Regions from separate parts of the Mus musculus genome. Here regions 2, 3, 4 and 5 are each linked to region 1. A link is a contact called in public HiChIP or PLAC-seq and promoter capture Hi-C data. All regions are on one chromosome and are shown on one strand. The core of a region is the stretch at or near the end of the contact, and the rest is flanking DNA. Distances in the headings are between cores, read along the strand shown. Region 1 holds the start of Dap (death-associated protein). Region 2 overlaps Ctnnd2 (catenin (cadherin associated protein), delta 2). Region 3 overlaps Ctnnd2 (catenin (cadherin associated protein), delta 2). Region 4 overlaps Ctnnd2 (catenin (cadherin associated protein), delta 2). Region 5 holds the start of Cmbl (carboxymethylenebutenolidase-like (Pseudomonas)).

Region 1 (4,488 bases), core at 1,687-4,186:
CTATGAAGCTAAGTCAAGAATGACAGCCACCCTCCTTTTATGAGCCAAGACAACAATGTGAAAGAATTTTGTGTGGTGAGTAAGAATATAAAAACTCTCATCCAGAAGGCAGCAGCCCAGAAAGACAGAAAGTAGAGGCTCATCTGGAAAAAGGAAGCAGTGTTCATCTGGCTGACACACAGAGTCATTTTTATATGCCATACGCGGGGCAATGCATGATGATTTAAAAAAAAAAAACAGTGCAGGAATAAAAATATATTCTTTAGTGTACTATGGTTTACAAGTACTTTCAACTATGCAATCTGGACAACGGAAAGAGAAGGTTCTCTCAGGCCTCCCCATCCAGACCCAGTGCCTACAGTCTCCATCAGAGAAGCCACATCTGAGGATGCTGTAGGAGTCACTGGGATGATACAGAACCGCATCACCACTGAACCGGAAACCTCACAACACCAGCAGCCATCATGGTTCAGATCTGGAATGTTTCTCAGGGGTGCACGTGGCAAAGGCTTGACACCCAGTCTGGCAATATTTGTTGATGGGAGAACCTTTAAAAGATGGGGTCTAACGGGAGACTTTTGGGTCATTGAAGGAATCTGTTTGAAGGACGTGTGGAACTCTGAGTTTTTCCTCTTTCATTTGCTCCCCCAGCCATGAGGTGAACAGATTGGAGCCACTGTGTTGCTGCAGGCTCAAAAGCAATGGGGCCAGTAAGGAAGGCACTGGAATCTCCAAAGCTATGGTCATAAGATTTTGTTGTTATTTTTTAATGTATTTATTTAATTCTGCAGTGGGGATAGAACCAGGGTGTGGCTCCTGCAAGGGAAGCTGTGGAAAACTGAAGTACGCTGCCTCCGAATCTCTCCTTTTCAGGCAAGTTACTGCAGGTGTTTGTGGGAGTGCTGAGAAGCTAACATCCCCGGGGGGGGGGGGGTGGCACAGCCCTCTGCCCTCCGATGTCTTTCTTGCAGATAGGGAAACCACAGGGCTCAATGACGTCACTAAGGTTCAAAACAGACAATGGCAGGGAGAATTCGCACCTTCTGTGACTTCTTCACTCTTTCCAGATTCTGTTTAGAAAACAGCCTACTTAGAGAAAAGTAGGAAATGTCCTCCAAAACCCTTACCCAGAAGTCAGCCAGCACTAGGAGGAAATGCTGCTGGGCTGAGAAACCTGGTATCTGGGCCCAGCTCACATTCACCAGACTGAAATGACTCTTTCACCTCCTCCCCCTCCCGCTCCCCCTTCCCCTCTCTCTATCTCTTTCTCTGTGTATGTTCTTGTTAAAAATGAATTATCCTCTCTCATCCCTAGAACCATTTAAGATTCAATTAACACCAGTCAACATTACTAGAATCTGTTCGGTAGACACCAGTGCATAGAATGCTCCCAGAGTGGTACTCAACATGTAGACTGTACCTGTGACAGACTGGGCTGGACATGCCCACACCCACCCACATGCCTCCTCCACAAGTGAAAGTGAATGAATATACTATTATATCCTAAGCATCCACTCCATTTTCTGTGTAGGCCCCATTTGTTGCTCTCTGTTAAGACAACATTGTAGGAGACCCATTGCCTCTCTGTTCCAGGATTATATGGGTCTTTTGCGATTGCCATGGCTAAGGGCCTGGAATATAAGTGAAAACCATATACCAGGCTTCTCCTTCCATGGAGCTGACAGTCCAGTCCATGGAGAATTCCAGTAAATGAGCAGAGAGAAATAAGGACGGCCAGATGAGGTTGATCGCATGGAGGCAGTAAAAAACATGAACAGAAACATGAGCCGGGCACCTTGGCTACATTCTCAGATCCCACAGGTCAGCTGACTTCACAAGCTGGTTGTACTATAGGAAGGAGTCAGTCATGTAGATATCTGGAGGAATCAGTGCTCAGTGATGGGAATAGCAGATGCCAAGACCAGAAGAACTGGCCTGTCCCACTAAAGAAGGATCAGAACAACCAATATGGGTCAAGGAGCCATAAGCAATGAGCTGCTAGTTTGCCAGGCCCTGTCACGAAAAAAGCCTTGTGGGTTGTATGTGCTACAGGTTGCATTTGATGGCCACAAGGGCTTCAAACCTCCTCGACTAAGAAATTGTTTCTATGCAAGCCTGCAAACCACTTGCCTCTTGAGAACCGCGAGCTAAATAATTCTGAGTAATTTATGAATTACTCAGACGCCAACATCATTACAGTGGAAAGCACCCCAGGAACGTGTAGGGAAGAGGGCCAAGGATGATGCACGGGAGATACAAATATTTACAAGTCTACAGAGAAGCTTGCCAAGCCGAATGGCAGCCACGGTGGTCTGGACAAGGCAGAGACATGGCGTCCCTAAAGCTAAAGAACATCCAGAGCTGTCTGCAGTGCTCCTACGAGATCAAAGGCACTGGACAAGTGACCTTCGGATTTGGCAGCCTGGGGTCAGGGAGAGGTTCTGAGAGATCAGTCAAGAGGTTCTGAGAGTAAGGAAGGAGTAGAGAGGTGTGGCACCCTGCCTCTTTTAATAGCTGGGTCGTCTAAGATCCGTGTGCAGCCTGGAAGGGATGGTGGCAGGCCCTTTTCTAAAGATAGAAGACTGCTGATCTTGCAGAGCTGCGAGTTCTAGAGAGTAACGGATAAGTTTTGCTGCAAAGTGAGCCAAGGAGCCAGGAGCTGCCATCTCTGAACGAAACCCCGCGCTGGGGTCTCGAACCACCAGCAGGCTACGCTTCCCTCAGTGACAGCTTGGCTAGTGAACACGCACCACGGGTCCAGCCCCTCGCTGGTCGCAGGGCCGCCCCGCCCTTCACGTACACACGCGCCCTGTCATCCTTCCCATACAATAGCCTTGGAGTCGTACGTGGCGCTGGCCGCTGCGCATGCTCCACAAGGACGGGCGGGGCGAGGCGAGGCGGCTCACAGAGTTCGGGTGGGCGGGACCGTGCCACGCAGCCGTTTGGAGCCACGCCCCCCTGCCCGGGGCGGCAGTGCGCGTTCCCGAGCAGCGCGCGCCTCACGCCTTCCCCCGAGTCCTCGCGCGCGCACTGACGCCCACCCCGCGGCTGCCGTCGCCCCTCCGAAAACCAGCGGCGCCATGTCTTCGCCTCCAGAAGGAAAGCTGGAGACCAAAGCTGGACACCCGCCCGCCGGTACTGACTGGTTTGCACTATGTCTTGGGGCGCCGGGAGGGGACAGGGCAGGATCGGGGTCCCAGTGCCCCGGTGCCCCTTGCTTGTGTGCTGCGCAGGCGCGCAGGTGAGCGGGCCCGGGGTGCAGGTGAGCGGGTCGCGGGATCCAGCCCTCCCCGGCGGGGACACCCTAGTTGTACAAGTCAAAACTCAAAAGTAGGCAGTTTTTATGAGATTGCACAGATGTTTGCGTGGGAGACCCCCAACAATTAAAAGGTAGTGTTGTATCATGATGATTAATCGTGGGCTGACAGCATTTCACACTGACAGACCAAAGAAGCGGAAATAATTATGATCATTAATCACCCGGCATGACTTCCTTTATTCATTTAATTTTCGCATCCAACTCCCTCTTGAAAGTGGTTAAAACGGTATTTTTTTAAAGCAAACCCGGAACTTCTGAGCCAAAACTTCTTTTTACTGGCAGTTCAGTCCAGTAAAGAGCCACCTCTCTTAGGAAATGGTGAGCAACCTTTGTGTGCCTTGGGCAGCCGCCTCCACTCAGTTCCTGTTTGTTCCTCCATGGCTGGAGGAGTTGGCATTTCTACTGCCCTTTCTGGTGGCAGAGATACCTGTGGAAGCACCACAGAGAGCCAGCCTGGAAACCGTGGGTCCTAGAAGCCAAGTCTCCTGTGGTATAAAACCAGGGCATCTCCCTGCAGACCTTGGAGGACTGTGTGGGGTAGGGACACATCTGTACCATCTTTCTGTAGTAAAAACTTAGACTCTCCAGCTGCTGGCCCCACTGGAGAACAGGAGGAGAGAGGAAACTGCCTTTAAAGTATGCTGTATTTCAAAGCTGATTCACTATGACAGTGCTTCTCAACTCGCCTAACTGGGGTTAGGAGTTATAGCTACGGGAGTCTTTGTGTTCAGTGTAAGATACTATGCTAGAGTATGGAAGGCTCTGGGTTCAATTCTCACTTCTTACAATACAAATTAACTTGTGGAAAGATTACCTTTAAGATACTGGCTCCTATCCCTAACCAAGTCTGTCCGCAATGGGTACCGGCTTGCTTCGCCAGTGGCGTCTCACTGAGTATATTAAACCACCTTCAGGGTAGGCCCTATGCCCCAGTAAATAGATGGCCAACGCAAAACGAACTCAGTGGTATTTTTGTAGACTTCCTGTCTCATGTGGTTTTCTTTGAGCATTTTTTAAAATCTTACTAGTGTATTGCTTGTGTATTTTGGTTTGTGGTTTTGTGGACTCTGTGTGTGTGTGTGTGTGTGTGTGTGTGTGAGAGAGAGAGAGAGAGAGAGAGAGAGAGAGAGAGAGAGGTATGGTGGGTAGGAATTGGGGGAAAAGTTGGA
Region 2 (4,583 bases), core at 2,057-4,556, 400 kb before region 1:
TCATTTGTCTTATATAAACTACTCTGTGCGGTTTTTAAATTCATGGTTTTATAATTCTCTGTATTAGAATTCATAATATTTTTCATCTGATTAGTTTATTTTAGCCACAACTATCCATGACATATCCGGAAAAATGATTAATCCCACTCTCTAATTACTGCAGTAAAGAAGTACTCTGCCTCATGGATCATAGATGTTATGTTGGCAAGATATTTTTCAGAATTTAAATTAATTATATAAATGATTCCATCTAATGTTAATTCTGCATGATATAATGAGAAATATAATAGATCTAATGAGCTTTTCATAAACTGAAAACATGGAATCTTTTAAAAGACTCACTCTCTTTAAATATTTTTAATCTTCATAAGATGACAGGTATCTTAATAATTTGTAATGCCTGTATTTTAAAGTATATCATTATTTTTGTTGAATGAACTTAATAGTTTCAAATAGTGCATTTTTCAGGACACCAAATATTATTATTTTTTTTATTTTCTAAGATGTTTTGTTTTTGTTGTTGCTATTGTTCTTCTTCCTCTTGGATACTGGGAGACCAAACATTGGTTAATGTTAGAGGCCATAATATTATAAGTGATGGAGTTCATCAGAAACTGCATAATTTCCTGAGGTTTATGATTAAGCTTATTTCTCTAGCTGGAAACCTGAGGAAAATGCTCCATGATTCCGTGTGTGTGTGTGTGTGTGTGTGTGTGTGTGTGTGTGTCCAGTATCCACATCTCATTTTCTTACTAGAGACTTAACTGAACTTTCATAGTCCCTGCTGAAAACCACAGTGCACTGGGATCTGTTGTGGTGAACAGAGATGCCTAACCTTCATTCATCTTTGCAGGTGTTTTTATATTCTGGTTATAACATTCACAGTCACAGGGTTGTGTGCCTGTACCTTATTCTTTCATTCCTAAGAAAGGTTGATTTTAGTGGTTTTTTTTCCCATTTACTCTTGTTAGAATTATAAGGAGTTATATGAAAACTTGATCAGCAAATCCCACAGACTTGCTCTTCTGGGTTCTCTCTAATCTGTCATTTGTTCTCAAATCTGCAGATGATGGAGACAAGCAGATGGTTCTTGAGTAGGGCAGTGACATGAATCCCTCTTGCATGGTAGCAACATTCATCTGACAGCATGGGTGTGATGGATTGGCATTGTCTGCCTTGTGATAGGCAGAGTTCACAGGAAAAGTCAGTTATTGTGATTTTGATCATGATGGAAGACTCCATTTAAGTTCACTCCAGATCTTGGGTTTCCAATTACAAATTAGGAAAAGGAAACTGGTCTTCACAGGAGAGGATGGCTTGAAGGGATAAATAGAAACATTAATCTTGATAGGCAACAGCTCAGTGTGTGAAAAATATCATCCTGCTTTGAACCTTGTCAACGGTACCCTCTTCAAGCTGCAAACACAAGAGAAGCCATATGCCTACAATAACAACAGCTCAAAGCTTTACACCCTTAAACTCTGCTGACAGAGGAAAGTCCGTTATTGAAGCTGTAATTGGTGAATACCCATTGATAGTTGTATATTATAAATTCAGTGGCATTTGTTTTCAGAGCCTGTGTTCTCATAGTATTTACAGTTGTAGAGGCTCGTTATTAGCAGCTCAGCCAATGGAAGAACCATGTCTGGAGGAAATAGCAAAGATTACCCATAGATTATTTTTTTAAGTTGAGTCAATTATAGAAAATAAATGAATTAAATAACACTGTGAAAAATAGAGCACAGATATCAATAGACAAATGTTCCCCCCAAAAAGAGATTAAGAAAAGAAAAAGTAATAGTTTTGCACATCATTTCAATACTTTCTCAACTGTTCGGTGGCTCCACCATTCTTCAGTTTAATATGTTTAGTCCCAGTTGCATCTACTAGGAAGGGATGTTCCAGCAACCAACCTGAAGGTAGCTGAAACAGACCCTTTATAGTAAGGAGATTCTTTTCACACCATCTATTCTGTGAGAATCCCCAGTGTAAAAATAGTTGCTTAGTTCAGCTAGAAAAGACCTCACAGTGAACATTTTATTGGGTTGAATTGTCATATGTCTTTGGAGCATGTTGGCAATTTATTACTATTTAAAGTATCCGGGATCTTTACCCAGTCATTTAAAGTTTTTGAATTTATACTCAGTAGATATTAAGAAAAGTTCTCAATGAAGTTGAATTAAACATAAAATGTATTTAAAACACATTGTTGATATGGTATGAAATGATGTAAGAAGAAAAAAAAATCACAGCTCAGAGTCCATCAGTATGTGATTGGATTAAAATGGACCTGTTCACAGGCAGCCTGCTCTCCAAAGCCAATTCCTGGCCCATCAAGGCTACATAGTAAAACCTGCCTCCTAGCTCAGTCAACCAATCAGTAATATTGTCCATGCAAAAGACCATTACTAAGCATTAAAATGAACACATGTCTACATATTTGTTGATATCAAAATACATCGGTACTATGTGCAGAATATAAAAACAGGAGCAGGCAGTATGTGTGTTGCTTTCTGTAAAATGACTTGTGTCCGCTAAGCAAAAAGAGATTATAGGAGGCTGCCCTAGTAACTCTACATATCTGTGGCTGGATTTCTTTTCCGTGTTGTCTCTTTTATCCTACACTGGAGGTTTTAACCTTGCCATGTATTAAATTGAATGTTAGAGGGTATAAGGTAGCACTTATTGTCTTAGAAAGCTTTAAAATATATACCAAAGCATGCACTTGAAATTTGATAATGATTAACTACAATATAAATTGAAATTATTATACAGTCTACTTATCCATATCAGAGAAATAAGAAATGCCCAAAATAGGGGCCTTGTAAAAGCCTTCTTGATGGAGACAAAGCACGGAGCCTCTACACTTCAGCATAATGGCTCAGTAAAAGCTTTCTTTGGTTCCTGGGAAACAATACCGTTTCTACGCACCTGAGGGTTAGTCAACAGATAAATGCATTACATGTGTTCCGCCTATTCAACAATATCTCTGGAAGTCATTTTTTATCAATTTTGTGATTTACCTGGAGGAGTAATACTGAACGTCACACAGCATTTAAATAAGCAAGATTGTCACTTCTCCTAAATTGTTTTCTGAAAATCCTATTACACTTTACATTCCAGTCATAATAGCGGCCTTGTCATTATACATCCTGGGCCACGCTCTGCTCATGTCGTTGCTGCTTTGATTCAGAAAATGCCTAAAATAAGCGATTTTCTCCCCTCCTGTCATTTGTTCTGCTTATAGTCTCCGAGAACCTGACGTAATGATCAGCCTTCTAATTCGCATCTCTTTGTCCTCAATCAGCCCACTGATGGGCCTACACCAGATGGTGTGCAGTGACAATTGCAACTCAAGTTTCGGTGGGATTGGTTTATTTTAGGGGGAGGCACATAATAAAAGGGATCTGTGGGCTCAGTTAGGAAAGTGGCTGCCTAAAAACACGAGGGCCTGAGTTTGGATCCCTTGAAGCCCTGGGGAAAGCCAGACATTGTGGCAGCTGCCTGTCATAGTAGTGTGTGGGGAGATCAGAGTCAGAGCAGAGCCAGAAGGATCTGCGGAGTTGTCAGCCGGCCTCTGCAAATCCATGAGCTGCAGCTTCAGTCACAGTCCGTGCCTCAAAAAGTAAAGGTAGCAAGCAGACGATGATGTCTGCCTGGGGCCTTCCATGCTGGTGCCCCTACAGGCACACAGGCACATCCACACCAACAAGTGCACACATCACAGTCAAACAAAACAGCACACCAGTAACGCACACACACACACACACAGATTCACACCACACACATCGATACCCCACACACACCCACACACTATACACACGCATACCAACACCACACACATACATAATACACTCACACACGTACCCACACCATACACACACATAGATGCATACACTCACATACATATTAAAAATACATACACTCACCACATGTACCAACTATACAAACATATACGCACTAAAAGGAGACATACTTTTCTATTACACTTCTCTATTTTAAAAATTCTGAGCACTTGTAAGTTACCGGAAGGGTTAGCGGAGATCTCAGACCCATACCACTGTAAGACTAACTGTTTGTAGAGCTGAAACTTCTCTAATGCTTTTCTTCTGATGCCAAACTGCCTTTACCATTACTCTCTTAAATGCTGACATGCTAAGGACCAGCCCTGAGCTGTTGGCTCTTCGTCTGAACTCTATTTCTGCGATTTCTTTTTATCCTGTGGCTCCAGGTACCACCTAAGTGCTGAGGCCTCTGCGTTTCTGTCCTTAGCCATGTGCTTTGGCTCACCCAGCACCTGCCTTCTGCTACCACTCCTGGATAGTTAACTTAGGCATCTCAAACTTAAAACATCCCATCCTGGAGCCCACAGTTTCCTGCCATGTCTCTTTCTTCCTATCTTTCAACACCCAAATGTCTGATTTCCCCCCACTTTCTCCCTTAGCCCAGTCAGATATGCAGTCCCCAAAGCTAACTGAAACATTTATCCCATAAGTATAATCTACACAACGTAATCTACAACTTGGTTTGCTTACTTCTGACCTCTGAGAAACAAATTCTGAGTTGAGCACTTGCAGAACAGT
Region 3 (4,982 bases), core at 1,959-4,458, 300 kb before region 1:
CCTTCTGGTGCTGTCAGTCATTCGCACCTTTAGAAGAACATCTTTAGTTTGATGCATCCCTGCATGTATGTTTTGACTGTTCTTGCTCAGCTTTTGGGGTCGGATCTATAAGAATAAATGCTCAGACCATAACTGTGCAGCTTTCCCCGATGTGTGTTCTTTAAAATGTTATGTAAATTTTCACTTGACTATGTAATATATTTTGGGCTTAGTTTTATATGTTGGCTGAGATTAGAGTTCACTTTCGTTTCCCTGCATACACAGCCTTGCCACTTTAAGAGTATGATTTTAAATGAAGGGTTTAGTTGGGAGTTGTTGATAAGGTAATATCTCAGGAAGGGCCTAAAAGAAGGTGGCTATGCATCTGTCTAGAAGGAAGAGAATCCAAGCTGAAGGGGCAGCCTATGCAGAGGATGTATTGAAACAGGAGCTGGGAACAAGTCTGGAGCCTTCAAGAGGCCTCGATTGTCTAGCAGAAGTCATGGGATCCTAGGTCAGAGAGGCCTACTGTGCCTCTCTCTGTAAGTGAGGGGGTACAGGCCAAAGGCTGGTTGATGCCTGAAAGCTGAAGAATCCTCAGGAACCTGCAGGGAAATGTCACAAGCCCCCATAGATCACTGCAACAATGGTGGCATTGGAATCGAGGGATGGCAGAGTTCCTCGTGGGCCTCTTGCATAACTTCTGGACAGTTTACAGGCTGGAGTCCAACAGCCTTGCAGATGATGGTTATCAGTGGATGGCATCTGGAATCTAATGGATTTCGGTCCAGGCAGATGGACCAACCACTGCAGCCAAGGTGCAGCATACTATACCACCTGGCAAGTTTGGAGAAGTGAGGTATGAGTGCAGAAGTGGGCAAAACTCTATTCCTGAACATTTGAAGACTCAGGCATGATGTGCTTAGTAAACACTCGGTGATCCAGAAATTAGAAGCCTTTCCCCTGCCATGTCCCAATGCACATCTGGTCCTCCACCCAGAACCAATGTATGTGCAGGTTCTCAACCATGCATTGGCTTTTAATAAGCTCAGACTTCAGGCCCCATGTCTCCTAGGTGCACTCCCATCAGATTATTACAAAGAAGAAAGTAAATGTGAAGTTTTGGTATTTGTACTTAGTTTGGGTTTAATTTTAATATTTGTGGATTCTGTGTGCTTCACGTATTTAAACTAAGCTATTAGATCAAAAGGTCAAAGACCCCTCTGCACACACACTTTCCCTCTCCTTTCCTTAAATAGTTATTCCAGACAGGACCAGCACTGAGGCTTCCAATAAAAGCCTCATCACTCCTCTATAATATGGAGAAAAAAAATCAATAGCTAATCAGTCTACTGCCTGGATGCTAAGCACTGCGTATTTTGCAGTTGTGTGTTTTATTTCTTTAGTCGGATTAATATATAACAAAATAGTGAACTATTGATTTGCCTTCTGGCTCATGGGCATCCCTTCTTTCTCTGATGCTTGTTATCCTGGGGTCCCTCTGAGCATGGAGGACTTGAAGCTCCATATTGTCCATTAAGCCATTGCTATCAGATGTCACCAACTAGAAAATGGAAGCAGCCATTCAGAAACAGGCTTGAAAGCACCAAACCTACAGGGTTGATGAACACAGTAACTTTTTGTGAATGAAAAGAGTAGAATTTACCAACATATTAGATTATGTTCAAGAGATAGTACAGTTTACTCTTGTCAACTAATTGGCTCTAAATACTGTGTCAAAAATGATTATTTGTGTAGAGAAATGCTATACAGCACTTTACATGTTAAGGAGAAAGAAATGATGACATTGAGCCAAGAACAACTAAAAAGAAAGGCTAGTGTGGCCATCTTGTGTCTTCTGTCAGTTGTCTCTGAAAGTTTCGGTGACATCACCTGGGATCATGAGCTTAAAGGATCCTCTTTCTGAGGTGTCCACACACTGTGTCCTCCCCGCAGCAGATGCCCCTTTCCCAAGAGATGCTGCACCACCATCCATCAAGCCACAGTAGCTCCTTCCTTGGCTGGTTCTTAATAGCAATGGTCCCTATTTAAGATGTTTCCACTTACAGCCTTTTAATTAAGATACTACGACAATAATATGCATGCAGAAAAAAAAAACTTCTTTGAATTTTGAATTTTTATTTTATCTCATGCTGATGGTGTGTCATACCATATTCTCTTCCAATACTGGGTAGTGGCATTAAGTGACAAATTCAAATCAGGCATGAAATCATGGGGAAAGAACTCATGTTCCGCCATGTGCCATGTTGCTAAGCTATGATGTTCAGTAAGTTGGGTGTCGTAAATGCATTCGCTTACAATACTGTCAACTTATAATGGCTTGTTGTGACATAACTGCAAGCCAATGAGGATCACTGTATGCAACATTGCTTACTGGTCTTGTTTCTTTCCCCTCCACTGGGGAATGAGCTAATAAGGGATGGATGCCTTGTCTTATTCTCTGATGTATTCTGTGTGTCTGCAATGGTATGTGACCCCTAAGAGAGACTTGATGAATATTGGCTGAGTGGATAGCTGAGTTACATTTAAGAAAAATGTTAAGTGAACAAATTAAAGGAAACACAAACCAGAGAAAAGGATTCCATGTTTATGAACAGCCAAAAAGTCTGTTCATTTTCTCCTTAACTGTTGTAGTTGCATGAGGGTGGGCCCTTAGAATCTCAGAAGGAATCCAGCTTTTTTCCACCATTGGTTCTGAGGTCTCAGTTTAAATTTCAGCTCTCTTGGGCTATCCCCTTAATTGGCGTGAGAGTGGGCTGACAGCCACATTTGCACTCGAGGGAAGGATCATCTTCAGAGGGCTCCATTATTAGGAAGTGGTTGACTAAGCAACGGTCACACTAGTCCATTACATCTACGGAGAAGCAAGCAGTACCACAGTCTGGAGCCTAGCTGCCTCTGTGTTCCTTGTCTTCCCATTGGGCTGTTTCCATGACTATGCATATGTCTCTGCAAACTGAGGTTGAGTGTGCTATATACAAAGGTCCTGGATTCTTCCTAATGACAGGGCACAGCAGCTAAAGTTAATGCCTATACATAACATTCTTTGCAACATTCAGAAATGTTAATTTTCCCTCTATGTGATGAAGGTTGGTTTGGGGTCGGGGGTTGGGGGAGATTAGCTTCGGTGAAAAGACTGTATCATAGCACATCCCTTTATGGTTCCATTTCGAAGCTTATTTCAGCACTGGACAGTTCCCAGAACTGCACAGTTCCCAATGGAGCCCATAGTCCTCACCCTTCACTACTCAACAGAACAGAGTCCCTAAGGCACATGTGGGCTTGCACCTCCTGACCTCTCATGTTACTTGAAGCCCGGCTTGGGTATCCCTTCCTGATGAAAGCTACTTCCCTGACTCAGAACTTTTCACATGTGCTCTAAAGCAGGGATTAATCGGTTAGGGATAGAGTTATGTTTAATTATTCATTGTTTTGAAGCTTAAATTTTATTTCCGGAATTTTATACATGATTATTTTCTTTGTAATACCTACCCTTTCCTCTACCACTCCAGCTCCTCCCATGTCCTTTCCCTACTCCCTCCCAAATTATTGGCCATAAACTCCTTAATTATTATTATTGTTGTGCGTACACATACCCGCTGAGTCCAGTTAATGTTAATAATAATTAAATCCTTTAATTATTATTATTGCAAATAAATTCTTTAATTATTTTCATATTTTATGTTTAATAAATTTTTGTGTTTAATAATTATAATTACTATGGCTGTACATGCATACACCTGCTGAGTCCAGTTAATGTTGCTAGTGTTTGTATGTGCATAAAGCTGACCGCTTGGGATTGGATAATCTGTCAGGGTGCACCCCTGAGTTGTATTTATTTTGATATTCCATGATGCCTGGAGCTTTTCTGTGCCTGTAATAGGCGCTCAGAGTACATTTGCTGAGTATATTCATCCATCAGTGATGGATGGATGAATAGTACGTTACTTATTATGAAGAGTAGATCTAGAGGGGCATTACAGGATCCCAAGTGAGGAGACGGATGAGTGGAGGGAATTGTGTGGTCCAGCCTTTACCTACAAAGTCCAGGAACTTGAGGAGATGCTGCAGGTATCCTGTCAAATCCATGATTGTAAGCAGACTCATTTAGATGAGATTTGGGATTTGGTGGGAAACAACACTTTCCACATATGACTGAGTCGCCCATTGCCGATGATGTCTGTGCTGGCAGGGCACCTGCATCCCCAAAGCATGGTGACAGAGTATCTCACTTGGCTCCCCTGAGTGATGATGGTTCCAGGCCACATCTCTGGCAGGCAAGCCAGGTCTAGAATGCCGTCAGCATCTTTCTAATTCCCTGGCACATCTCCCTGAACTGAAGGGGAGAGTGTGTCCATCACTTCATGAGCCAGGACCCCTTTGCTCTCTGACATTACCACCCCCTGGTGTTGCCACGAGAACACAACCTTTCTATATTGGTTGTTCTTCGCTTTGGCTAAACTTTTTTCTTTGTCACCCAATGGGGCTTCTCTCTGGGCACAGGCCTCCCTGCCTGTCCTAACAGCAAAGGAGGCACCGCTGGCTGTTTTTGAAACCAGCAAGGAGCTGTTTCCTACCATGTGTCCCTAAAAATGAACAAAAGTGGAGCACAAGCCCTCCCTGGGTAGCAGGCAAATGCAGCTCGTACTCCACACAATAATGAGATCTAGGCTGCAAACCCACTGCGCGTCTTTCAGTTTTGAGTCTCTCTCTTCTTTCATCAGTGGGAATGGAAGACTACTCTGTCCTAACTTTCTTCCTTTGTCCCAATTTATTTTAAATATTTAGGTTTAAAAATATTTTTGGCCATTCTAAAAACTTAATAGAGTATGCTGGCGATCTTTAAAGAATGACAGAAAATGTTCCGTATTTAACCAAAATGAATGAGGAGATGACAGAAGTAGTCCATAGGATTACAAGTTCGTCTCTCCGTACACCAGATCTTTATGCAATGAGACGGTGTACTTTCTCTGGAGGCCTGC
Region 4 (4,432 bases), core at 783-3,282, 480 kb before region 1:
TAAAGGAACTAATTCAAGTATATCCTAGTATTCATGGAAAGTTGACTCAAAATTGAGGGCATAGTTCAAATTTCGTCCGTTTCATTGTGGAGGTTTACTTTCTGATTTTGGTTCAGTGGAAAATGTTTTGACATTAACTGCTGCGTGGAGAGTATTCCCAGGATCTACACAGTCACACGGCTCAAGATTCCACGTCTAAAATTTGCATCAGTAGATGGTTTTATAATATGGAGTTCGGAGTGGGTATGTGGTTCTGAACATGTCTGCCATTTGTGGGGCATGGGGATTATTCCTGTAAGAATCATTCTGTAAGGAGCTGCAGAGAGCAAGTTCAGACAGTAACTCTTTCCAACAAGAGGTGTTTTTTTTAGATATGTATTTACCCTTTGCAGACTGTATGTATGTGTTTATGTATGTATGTATGTATGTGTGTGTGCGTGTATATGTTCATATACATACACATGCACATACACATACATATAGTCTCTGGTCATACACATGAATAGTTGGATGTCAAAACTTCAAGAAAAAATGTAATGGAAAAAATCCTACTAGGTTCACATGTGCACATGTGTGTGCATGCATGTGTGTGTGTGTGTGTATACACAAATATATATATATATATATATATATATATATATATATATACACATATACATATACATAACTTTTTAAAATTAAATGTTTACTAAAGCTCAAAGAAAGCAGTAGAGTATGAAATGCATCACCGAGGAAAGCAAACATTCGTAGTTGGTTTCTCTCCCCAGTGACCTGTGAGCATGTTGCTAGCAAGCACTTGCAATAGTGCAAATGTTTAAAAGAGTCAAAATACACACAACTCAGTGTCATGGAAATTGGATATTAAAAGGAAAAAAAAATAATTTCCAGGACAGGCCACCAATGCAAGTGCTTACAGGCTTCTGAACTCTCAGTGTTGAAGTGTATTTCTGTGAGAAAAAGTAAAGATCATAATGATATCAATGGGCCATCATTTTATAGCACCTTTTATGTAACATTTTATATGTGCTTCCTAGGCCATTTTAAAAGTTAAGGAAGTAGAAACGTGACAGAATTGACTCCTTAACTCACTCAGTCTATTCCTCAGAATTATAATTATTAGGGCTTTGAAGATAGCTTGGTTGATAAAGGGTTTTTGACCCCAGTCAAACTGATGAGGTCCAGGGAAAAAGGAGATCCTGTCTCAAAAAGAAGGTGAGCATCACTGAGCAGCAACGCCCGGGGTTGACCTTTAACCTCCCCATACACCCGCATACAATGCGCATGCACCTCTGAGCATGCTCACACACATTTACTGAAGCCTTAGTGGTTTCTTCTAGATGCTTCCATGCGTGCATTGGTCGCCATTAACGGATTTGCATGATTTACCTTCTCAGTGCCTCTGGAAGAGCCAATGTGCAGGACACAGAGGAGACCTACACTCTTGTTGCCCCTTCATGTCTCTGAAGACCCAATTCGTCCACCTTCTCTGCATCCCACCTTCAATGGTGACCATGCTGACATTCAAAGCAGCATTTTCTGGAACTTTACAGCCACTGCTCAAGCATTTATAACTCCTTTGCAGGGACTGGGATTTTTCTGTCCCACCATGGGGATTTCTTCCTTCTCTCTTGTACACGACTTCACATTCACCACCGTGAGAGTAAAATGTCTCTTGTTTTCTCTGAGTATTAAATCCATAGACATAAGAAAGAATCTCGCTAAAATGTCCCCACTGGTGAGAGCCCTTTTTTGTTAAGTCCTTTTACAGAATGTTCGTGGGAAACATGACATTTATGTCGCAGGTTTTCTTTTTTGCTTTGCTTATTATCAGGACAAACTTGTCACACACGTACCAAATGTATGCAGTCTTTTAAATTTTCATGGTGGGAATTTGACATTTCAGGTCTGAGCAAATGGGTTGGATCCTTCTCTTTGTTAATCAGTCTCTCACAAGGGGGCTGTACGCACGCAAGAGAGCTGGTGGCTGGTAGAAATCTCTTAAAGTGCTTCTTTATTTGTGTCTCAGTTAACGACTGGTGACATCTAGTGGTCACTGGTGGTGACTGGGTTTGTGGCACTCATGGCTATGCTGGAGAGGCACAGCCAAAGGAAGCTGTAGTATTGGCGTTTGCAGATGGAGGTAGTCAGTTCCCAGCATCTAGTGATGCTGTTCTCTGCCCATTAGCCACCACTGTAACTACTGAGAGCAGGCCCACAGCTGTACGTGCCTCGGTAGACAGTGGCCTGTTAGGGGAACTCCATTCCCCCCCCCCCCATCCCCACACACTCATCCTCTTCGATGATGAGGATTCATCGCTCACAGAAAGCAGTGTCAGATCTGCTTGGCGTATCCGTGGCAGCTAAAAGTAGGAGGCTTGGTCTCCTCTTGGTGTTGTTCTCTGGAAGAGATTCCACATGGGAAGCCAACCTGCGATGGCAGCTTCTTTATTAAATATGTGCAGTGGAAATTATGCTAATTATGCTGGAGTGTAATTATAGACTAGGAAGATTCTCTCACAGTCTGACTTGAATTGTTGTAGATAAATGTGCATTAAGTTAATAGTGTGCCGCTAATTGTGAAAGGTAAAGGGGAGGCAGAGATGTAATCAGTTACTCCATCTTTTAAAGATGCTTGGTCCCAGGCAGAAGGTACCCAGAAAGCCCAGGTATGGGGAAACCCTGCAGTGAGTGTTCTTCATCCATTTGGGTACACAGTTTCAATATGGCACAAAAAATAATCACTGGTGACTGGTTAATCAATTTAATTCCACTAGTCTGTGGCATTCACTACAGAAGGTAGTTACATGCTGTGGCAATTAGCAACTGTAAGTTCTAAGTATGGTTATGGAGTTAATTTTTTAGGCTTTATGCTTTTTTGTGCGTATTTCTGATAATTATGGAAATGAGAAAAATACCCATTGGCACAACTTCAAATGTTCAGCCAAAGATGTATTCCAAGAAACAAATTCTACTTACATGTGACTACAGAATCCAAGTGGTCTTCAAAGTTACCAGTTCCAAGAATGGCATTGGTGGCCTGCTGCGCTGACATGAAGGGCACATCAGTTATCTATATCTGCCAGATAAAGATTTCTGAAACCTACTAGTAAAGTGGCACTATGAAAGCCCCACCCCAGTACCAGCTAACTAAGAGGAAAGCTTTAAAAGCTAGCATACATAGGGAGAATGATGAATGTTTCTGCAAGTAGTATCAGAAAATGTAATGTTTACATGTCTTCTGAGAATGACTGATATCCAGCCAAATACTGAAGGGGAGTTTGGGGAATTCCTCTATGAAGGGAACAGAGATCCGACAGATCCAGCTGTTTAAAGCATTTGTGCTGACAACAGAAAAGGCCACACCTGTAAGTGCTGGCAGAGGTTGACCCCTGTGCAGGGAAAGAAGAGACGTCGTTGTGGGAAAGCATATCCATTTCTAGTGATACTACTGAGCTTTAAAGACGTCCTTATGCTAGCTTTACAGCTTGAAACCCAGTGGAGTCCAGGAGATGTACACCAGGCTTTTCCTGATTTCTTTAATAGACGTTTAGACTATCTTCATTGTACAAGCAAATGCATTTCAAGATAGTAACCATATCCACCCCATTGCCCTCTGGCATCCTACTCCCCATTTAGTGTATGTTTGCAGGGGGCAGGGAGGACAAAGAGGAGAGGTGGGGGTGGGGAGAGACCTATATTCCACATATGAGAAAAAGTGTCCTATTTGTTTTGTGAGTTAACATGATGATCTCTGTCTCACCCATTCTCCTGCAAATGGCGTCTTTCTCTCCTTTTGGGTTGATGGTTCTCCACTGTGCACACGCACCTCCCTTTATCCACCCCCATGTGTTGATGGTACCTAGACTGATTCTGATACCTGTCTGTTATAAATAGGGTGGCAGTAAACATGAATGTGAGGGTATCTATGTGGGCGATGATTTAGATTCCACTGTGTGAATATCCAAGAGGAGCATAGCTATATAACGTGGGAGATCTTCCTTCTTCATACTGAGAAACCTCCAAACTGACTTCCATACTGGTTGTGCTCACAGTGCCCCCTGTTGTCTATCTTTCCGATGATAACCATTCAGACCGGAGCAAGATGGAGCCTCACTGCAGTACCAGTGTGGTTTTTCCTGTTGACTAAGGATGCTGAACACTTCCCACCTTCTCGTTGGCCATTTGTAGTTTGTGTTTTGCGAATGATCTGTTCAGTTTCTGTTTTCCTATTTCTCTCACTCACGTTCTTCTTCTGGTCTCATGCATAAAGTGTTTGAAGCACGACCAGCCATCAGCTTCCATTTCTCATTCCCTAGATCTTCTCTGGCAGTGTCTGTCAGTTCTTTAGGACATTTGCACTAATTTCTTTTCTGACGTGATAAAACTTAGCCTGGACTTGTTTTTATTTTGACAAGCCATTGAATTTCTCTTT
Region 5 (4,722 bases), core at 2,011-4,510, 340 kb after region 1:
TCATTTTGTTGGGTTGCCCAGAGGGGGAGCCGAAGACTCCTCAGTGACGTGAAGAGCAGGCTTTCCTCAATCAGAGAAAGGTCCAGAAGCCCAGGTACAGGAGAAGGCTCCTCTCTATTACACTCTACTCATCCCCTCACCACAGGCTAGCAAACTGTGGCAAGGCCGAGTCCTCAGACTATAACATCCCATCTATTAATAACAGTGTTATTAAATCAGAGACTAGTACTGATGCTTAAGGAGCTAAATTTAGCAAATAGAAAAAAATGATATGTAATTAGTCATGTCTATTATTTCCTCGTCTACACAGTTTCAAAGATGTCAAATGATGACTCAAAAAAGTGTTACTTGTTTGGTTTTAATGCACAGTGTCTCCTGTAACTCAGGCTGGCCTCAAACATGACATTGTAGCCAAGGAAGGTTTTGAACTTGTTCTTGGCCCCCATCCCCTGAGTGCTGGGTCAAGGGCTTATACCAGCATTCCTGATTTTATTATGCAGTTCTGGGAAGTCCAACCCAGGGCTTTGCACATGTTAGGCATGCACTCTACCAAATGAGCTGCAGCCCCAGTCCTTGAAAACATTTAGAGCTTTTGAGCATTCTGTCTCCTGGTTACTAGTTCACCCCCATCCTTAGAAATGTTTTCTTATTTTATTTATTTATTTATTTATTTACTTACTTACTTATTTTGAAAGAGGGTCATACTATGTAGCTCTGGCTATCCTAGAACTTACTATGTAGACCAGGCTGGTCTCAGACTCACAGAAGTCTGCCTGACTTTGTCTCCTAGGTTCTAGGATTAAAGCTATGAACCACAGCACCTGGCTTGTTCTCTCCTCCTCCTCCTCCTCCTCCTCCTCCTCCTTATTTATTTATTTATTTATTTATTTATTCACTTTACATCCTGATTGCAGCCCTCCTCCTGGTCCCTCCCAGCCCCTCCTCCACATTCCCCTCCTAAAAGAAGGTGGAGTTCCTCCCCCAGCCTCCCACATCCCGGGTATCAACCCACCCTGGCACATCTAGTCATTGCATCCTCTCTCACTGAGGCTAGACAGGGCAGCCTAGTTAGGGGAACAGGATCCACAGTAAATCGACAGAGTCAGGGACGGCCCTCATTCCAGCTTTTAGGGGACCCACATGAAGAACAAGCTGCACATCTGTTACATATGTGTGGGTGCCTAGGTCCAGCCCATGCTTGCTCTTTGGTTGGTGGTGGTTCAATCTCTGGGAACCCCCAGGGGTCCACGTTAGTTGACTCTGATGATCTTCCCATGGACTCCCTATCCCCTCTGGGTTCCTCATTCCCATTTCTTCTTCTTCTTCTTCTTCTTCTTCTTCTTCTTCTTCTTCTTCTTCTTCTTCTTCTTCTTCTTCTTCCTCTTCCTCTTCCTCTTCCTCTTCCTCTTCCTCTTCCTCTCCTTCTCCTTCTCCTTCTCCTCCTCCTCCTCCTCCTCCTCCTCCTCCTCCTCCTCCTCCCTCCCTCCCTTTCCCCCTCCTCCTCCTCCTTAATACACTGTATGTATTTCTGTTCCTTAAAAAAGAAAACCAAAGGACTGGAAACCAGCTCAGTGGTTAAGAGCACCTGCTGCTCTTCCAGAGGTCCCAGGTTTGGTTCCCAACACCCACATGATAGCTCACAACTGGAGTCTGTAACTGCAGTCCAGGGGATCTGACACCTCTTCAGCTCTTGGAGAGCATCAGACAACCACATGGTGCATATACATATATACATACATACATACATACATACATACATACATCATGCATGTGTCAGGTCCCAAAGAAACTCAGGGCAAATGGCTGGCTATTAGCATACCGAAGCACACACAGCCCTCCAGGCTCACTGGTACTTGTGGCTCTTCTCACCCCAGCCCCTACCTAAACCTCTCAATCATAGGGACTGCTTCCCTTCCCGCAACTTCCTTTTCCTATGTCGCCCCACCATTACAGACTCTGCACTCTCTTGGTTCTTTTCCCTTTCCCTTGGTTCTCTTGGCTTTTTCCTCTCTTGCACCGCCCCTCCTGCCCCGCCCCTCTCTTGGCTTTTTCCTCTTTTGCCCCGCCCCTCTCTTGGCTTTTTCCATTCTTGCCCCGCCCCTCCTTGCTCCTCTCTTCTCTTCCTTCCTACTCTATTTTCTCTCTCCTCTCATGGCCCGGTCTTTTCTGCTGGCCATGTTCAATCTGGATGTGTAGCTTCAATTCCAGGGGTCCACTTCCCTCTCTGGTCTCAGGTGACACCAGTCATGCTGACATACATGCAGGCAAGAGACCATATACATAAAATGAAACAAAAAAAATAGGGGCTTGGAGAGATGGCTCAGTGGTTAAAAGCACTGGCTGTTCTTCCAAAGTACCTGGGTTCAATTCCCAGCACCCACACGGCAGCTCACAACTGTCTACACTCACGTGAACACGCATGTAGGCAGAACACCAATGTACCGATATACATAAAAATACAAATAAATACATTTTAAAAGTTAAAAAATAAGTGAAAACAAAAACACAACTGAGCCTCCCTCACAAGCACCAAAACAAACAACAAGACAACAGAAGAAGAAGAAAAAAAAAAAAACCAGAAAAAAACCCCCACCTCTCCATCTTAGAGAAAATGTTTTGCTTTTGTGGAACACTAAGAGGCAGCTTCCCCACTCCATTGTATGCATTTTTTGACAGTTTCAGAAACAGGGAGAGCAATCCTGTCCCACCTGAGACTTTTAACGGAGCTCGTGGGCTTTAGATTTCATCCATCTTTCTCAGCAAAGGCACGGTTTATGTTATTGGTTTGCCCTGAGGACAAGCGCTGCCCAGAGCTAGGCCTTGAGCCAGCACCCACATCTTCAAGAGACAGCACCGGAAAATTAACACTGGTTTCATTGCTCTTCCCTGGGCGATGCCTCCATCTTCTTTTCTCAACGTTTTCTTTCACTACTTTCCTTCCTCACAGACAAACCACCCAAGCCACAAGAAGATTATATGTAAGTTGGGGTAAATACACAAATGTAGTAGCTTAGTGCTTGAAATAGCCCGATTGTGATTGACCACAGAGAAGTATGCGTCCCAGTAGACAGGCCCAGGGCAGAGTGCCAGGCTCATTCCCTGCCTCTTTAGGCCTCTGTTTCCCTCCTATCACCACTCTTCCTACCCTGCCTTCTTGCTTCCATCCGGGAGCCAGGATCCAGCCCCTTCTCGCGGTCCTTGCGGACCTGCCCCTCCCCCGGCTTTTCCCGGGAATGCAGGACACTGCCACAGCAGTGTCCACTTCCCGTGCAGACTGAGACTCCTCCCTTCTTCTGCATGTCCCTCCCTACCGGGTCAGCTCCAGGGCGTCTGCCTCCTGCTGACTTGCTCTTCACCATTAGACAAGGTAGGTGCTGGTCGCTGGGGACAGACAAACCTGCTGGACCTTGCCTGTGGCTTTGCAGGAAAAGGGCTTTTGCTGGTGCAGATGTGAGGCGCTTCCAGGATCATTTTCCAAAATGAGCTGCCATATATACTGTCCTGGCAAAAATGGCAAGGACCACAGCCAGCCCTAGGTGCCCACCCTTGACTTCTGAGGATATTTTTCTGTAGGTATTCAGATGTTTGCTTTTAAAAACAGCTGAGAGTTTGTAGTCAAACTCACGTCCCTGAGAAGAACCCTTCTTCCCTGACCTTAAATACTATTTTTAGGCTGGGCATTTTGATTATATTGTTGTTGTTGTTGTTGTTGTTGTTGTTGTTTTGTGAAGATGGAATCATGAACAAACTGAGCATATTTGCATTAAACTCAGTACCCACGTCTGGCAACAGTTCTTCTGGGTGGATAGAAGCAAAGACAGGCTGTCATATAAGAATATGACATCCTAGATGGTGGGTGGATCTTGCCAAGACAGTGTGGTTTTACACTCCATGGCCACTGGGGTTGGCCCAGGTCCTAAAGAGACTGGCCGATGCAGTTTATATCCACTTGCTGACAGAAAAGGACACCTGTTGTCCCCAGAGTCCGTTTAAAACAAGGTAGTCAGAATGGAGCCCTGGGCACACACACACCACGGGACAGCCTGCTGGGCCTGCAACAGAGAGAACAGACCAAAGGCATGGCAGTGATTGGCATGATTAAAGAGGTCTCTATGTGCCGCTTAGGTCTAGTTTTCTATCTAACGCTGTCCAAACCGTGGACCTGCTGCAGACCGTGCACATGGTCAGGAAAACTAAGTACTTGGGGGAGGGAACAGCAGAATCACTCAAGGCTAGGAGTTGGCTCTGCCTTCCTCAGGGCAGGACACAAAATCAGGCGCAGTGAAGTTTCTACAACCTTTAACCTGGCAGGCTGCCAGCCCCTCCCTCCTTAAACACCAGCTTTCTACAGGATCAAACTTGCCCTTGTACTCTGAGCCCATGTCTGTGACTCCTTTTTGCAGGTACTTCCTGCTGCAATCTTGTTTGTGCACTCTGAGCTTGTTAAGGCTCTCTATCTATCTATCTATCTATCTATCTCTATATATATATACTTCTTTTGGACAAGTTCATTGTGTGATCTGACTTCTGAGCTACACCAATCCTCAGAGCTTTAAATCAGGAAATCTGTACTCTGAGACATGCTTTCTTGCTGTGTCTGACTTCCAGGGGGCAGGGAAAGTGATAGAGTTTTGCTCCTAAAAGACAGCCTTCCACAAAAGGTGAACATTCATCCAGGTGTAAACAGCCGAGGGTTTATGGTAGTCACGACAGAGGGGACTG

Evidence for each region. Promoter capture Hi-C pulls out the DNA fragments that hold promoters and counts their contacts. HiChIP or PLAC-seq counts read pairs in DNA pulled down with a chosen protein or histone mark. Capture Hi-C pulls out chosen DNA fragments and counts their contacts.
Region 2: a promoter capture Hi-C map of hippocampal neurons shows a contact between it and region 1, with 2.4 times the contacts expected there. The contact joins the enhancer-like site here to the promoter of Dap in region 1. A contact is called at or near these places in 2 of 39 promoter capture datasets (cranial neural crest and hippocampal neurons) and 2 of 115 datasets of contacts at active chromatin or transcription factors (SST interneurons and embryonic stem cells).
Region 3: a contact with region 1 is called in an H3K4me3 HiChIP or PLAC-seq map of neural tube, with 5 times the contacts expected there. The contact joins the enhancer-like site here to the promoter of Dap in region 1. A contact is called at or near these places in 7 of 39 promoter capture datasets (the 3T3-L1 cell line, 3T3-L1-derived adipocytes, Sertoli cells and 3 more), 1 of 15 datasets of contacts at CTCF or cohesin (the NIH/3T3 cell line), 1 of 484 Hi-C or Micro-C datasets (cerebral cortex), 9 of 115 datasets of contacts at active chromatin or transcription factors (the SCID.adh cell line, bone marrow-derived macrophages, embryonic stem cells and 5 more) and 3 of 9 other capture datasets (adipose tissue, embryonic stem cells and pancreatic islet).
Region 4: a contact with region 1 is called in a promoter capture Hi-C map of hippocampal neurons, with 4 times the contacts expected there. The contact joins the enhancer-like site here to the promoter of Dap in region 1. A contact is called at or near these places in 3 of 39 promoter capture datasets (cranial neural crest, embryonic stem cells and hippocampal neurons), 2 of 115 datasets of contacts at active chromatin or transcription factors (embryonic forebrain and large pre-B cells) and 1 of 9 other capture datasets (embryonic stem cells).
Region 5: a promoter capture Hi-C map of adipose tissue shows a contact between it and region 1. The contact joins the promoter of Cmbl here to the promoter of Dap in region 1. A contact is called at or near these places in 3 of 39 promoter capture datasets (liver and pre-B cells), 4 of 484 Hi-C or Micro-C datasets (B cells, CD8 T cells, centroblasts and 1 more), 7 of 115 datasets of contacts at active chromatin or transcription factors (the 230-238 cell line, bone marrow-derived macrophages, embryonic stem cells and 4 more) and 2 of 9 other capture datasets (adipose tissue and liver).

Annotation. Positions count from the first base shown.
Region 1 is chr15:31,221,449-31,225,936 of GRCm38.p6, forward strand. Dap (death-associated protein) reads left to right here and starts at 2,937. Exons shown (of 4, transcript NM_146057.3): 1 at 2,937-3,135. The coding sequence starts at 3,081.
Region 2 is chr15:30,824,310-30,828,892 of GRCm38.p6, forward strand. The region is part of intron 11 of Ctnnd2 (catenin (cadherin associated protein), delta 2); the gene reads left to right. Among named protein-coding and RNA genes, the nearest start is that of Gm52177, 110 kb to the right of the region's middle. Within about 2 kb of position 3,307, at least 19 of the 459 cell types and tissues checked have an H3K27ac peak or open chromatin away from gene starts, as enhancers often do. A contact at or near this core is called in hippocampal neurons, where this site is marked.
Region 3 is chr15:30,922,818-30,927,799 of GRCm38.p6, forward strand. The region is part of intron 17 of Ctnnd2 (catenin (cadherin associated protein), delta 2); the gene reads left to right. Among named protein-coding and RNA genes, the nearest start is that of Gm52177, 7.6 kb to the right of the region's middle. Within about 2 kb of position 3,209, at least 8 of the 459 cell types and tissues checked have an H3K27ac peak or open chromatin away from gene starts, as enhancers often do. A contact at or near this core is called in neural tube, where this site is marked.
Region 4 is chr15:30,738,864-30,743,295 of GRCm38.p6, forward strand. All of the region lies in intron 9 of Ctnnd2 (catenin (cadherin associated protein), delta 2), which reads left to right. Among named protein-coding and RNA genes, the nearest start is that of Gm41283, 58 kb to the left of the region's middle. Within about 2 kb of position 2,033, at least 17 of the 459 cell types and tissues checked have an H3K27ac peak or open chromatin away from gene starts, as enhancers often do. A contact at or near this core is called in hippocampal neurons, where this site is marked.
Region 5 is chr15:31,565,573-31,570,294 of GRCm38.p6, forward strand. Cmbl (carboxymethylenebutenolidase-like (Pseudomonas)) reads left to right here and starts at 3,261. Exons shown (of 6, transcript NM_181588.4): 1 at 3,261-3,367.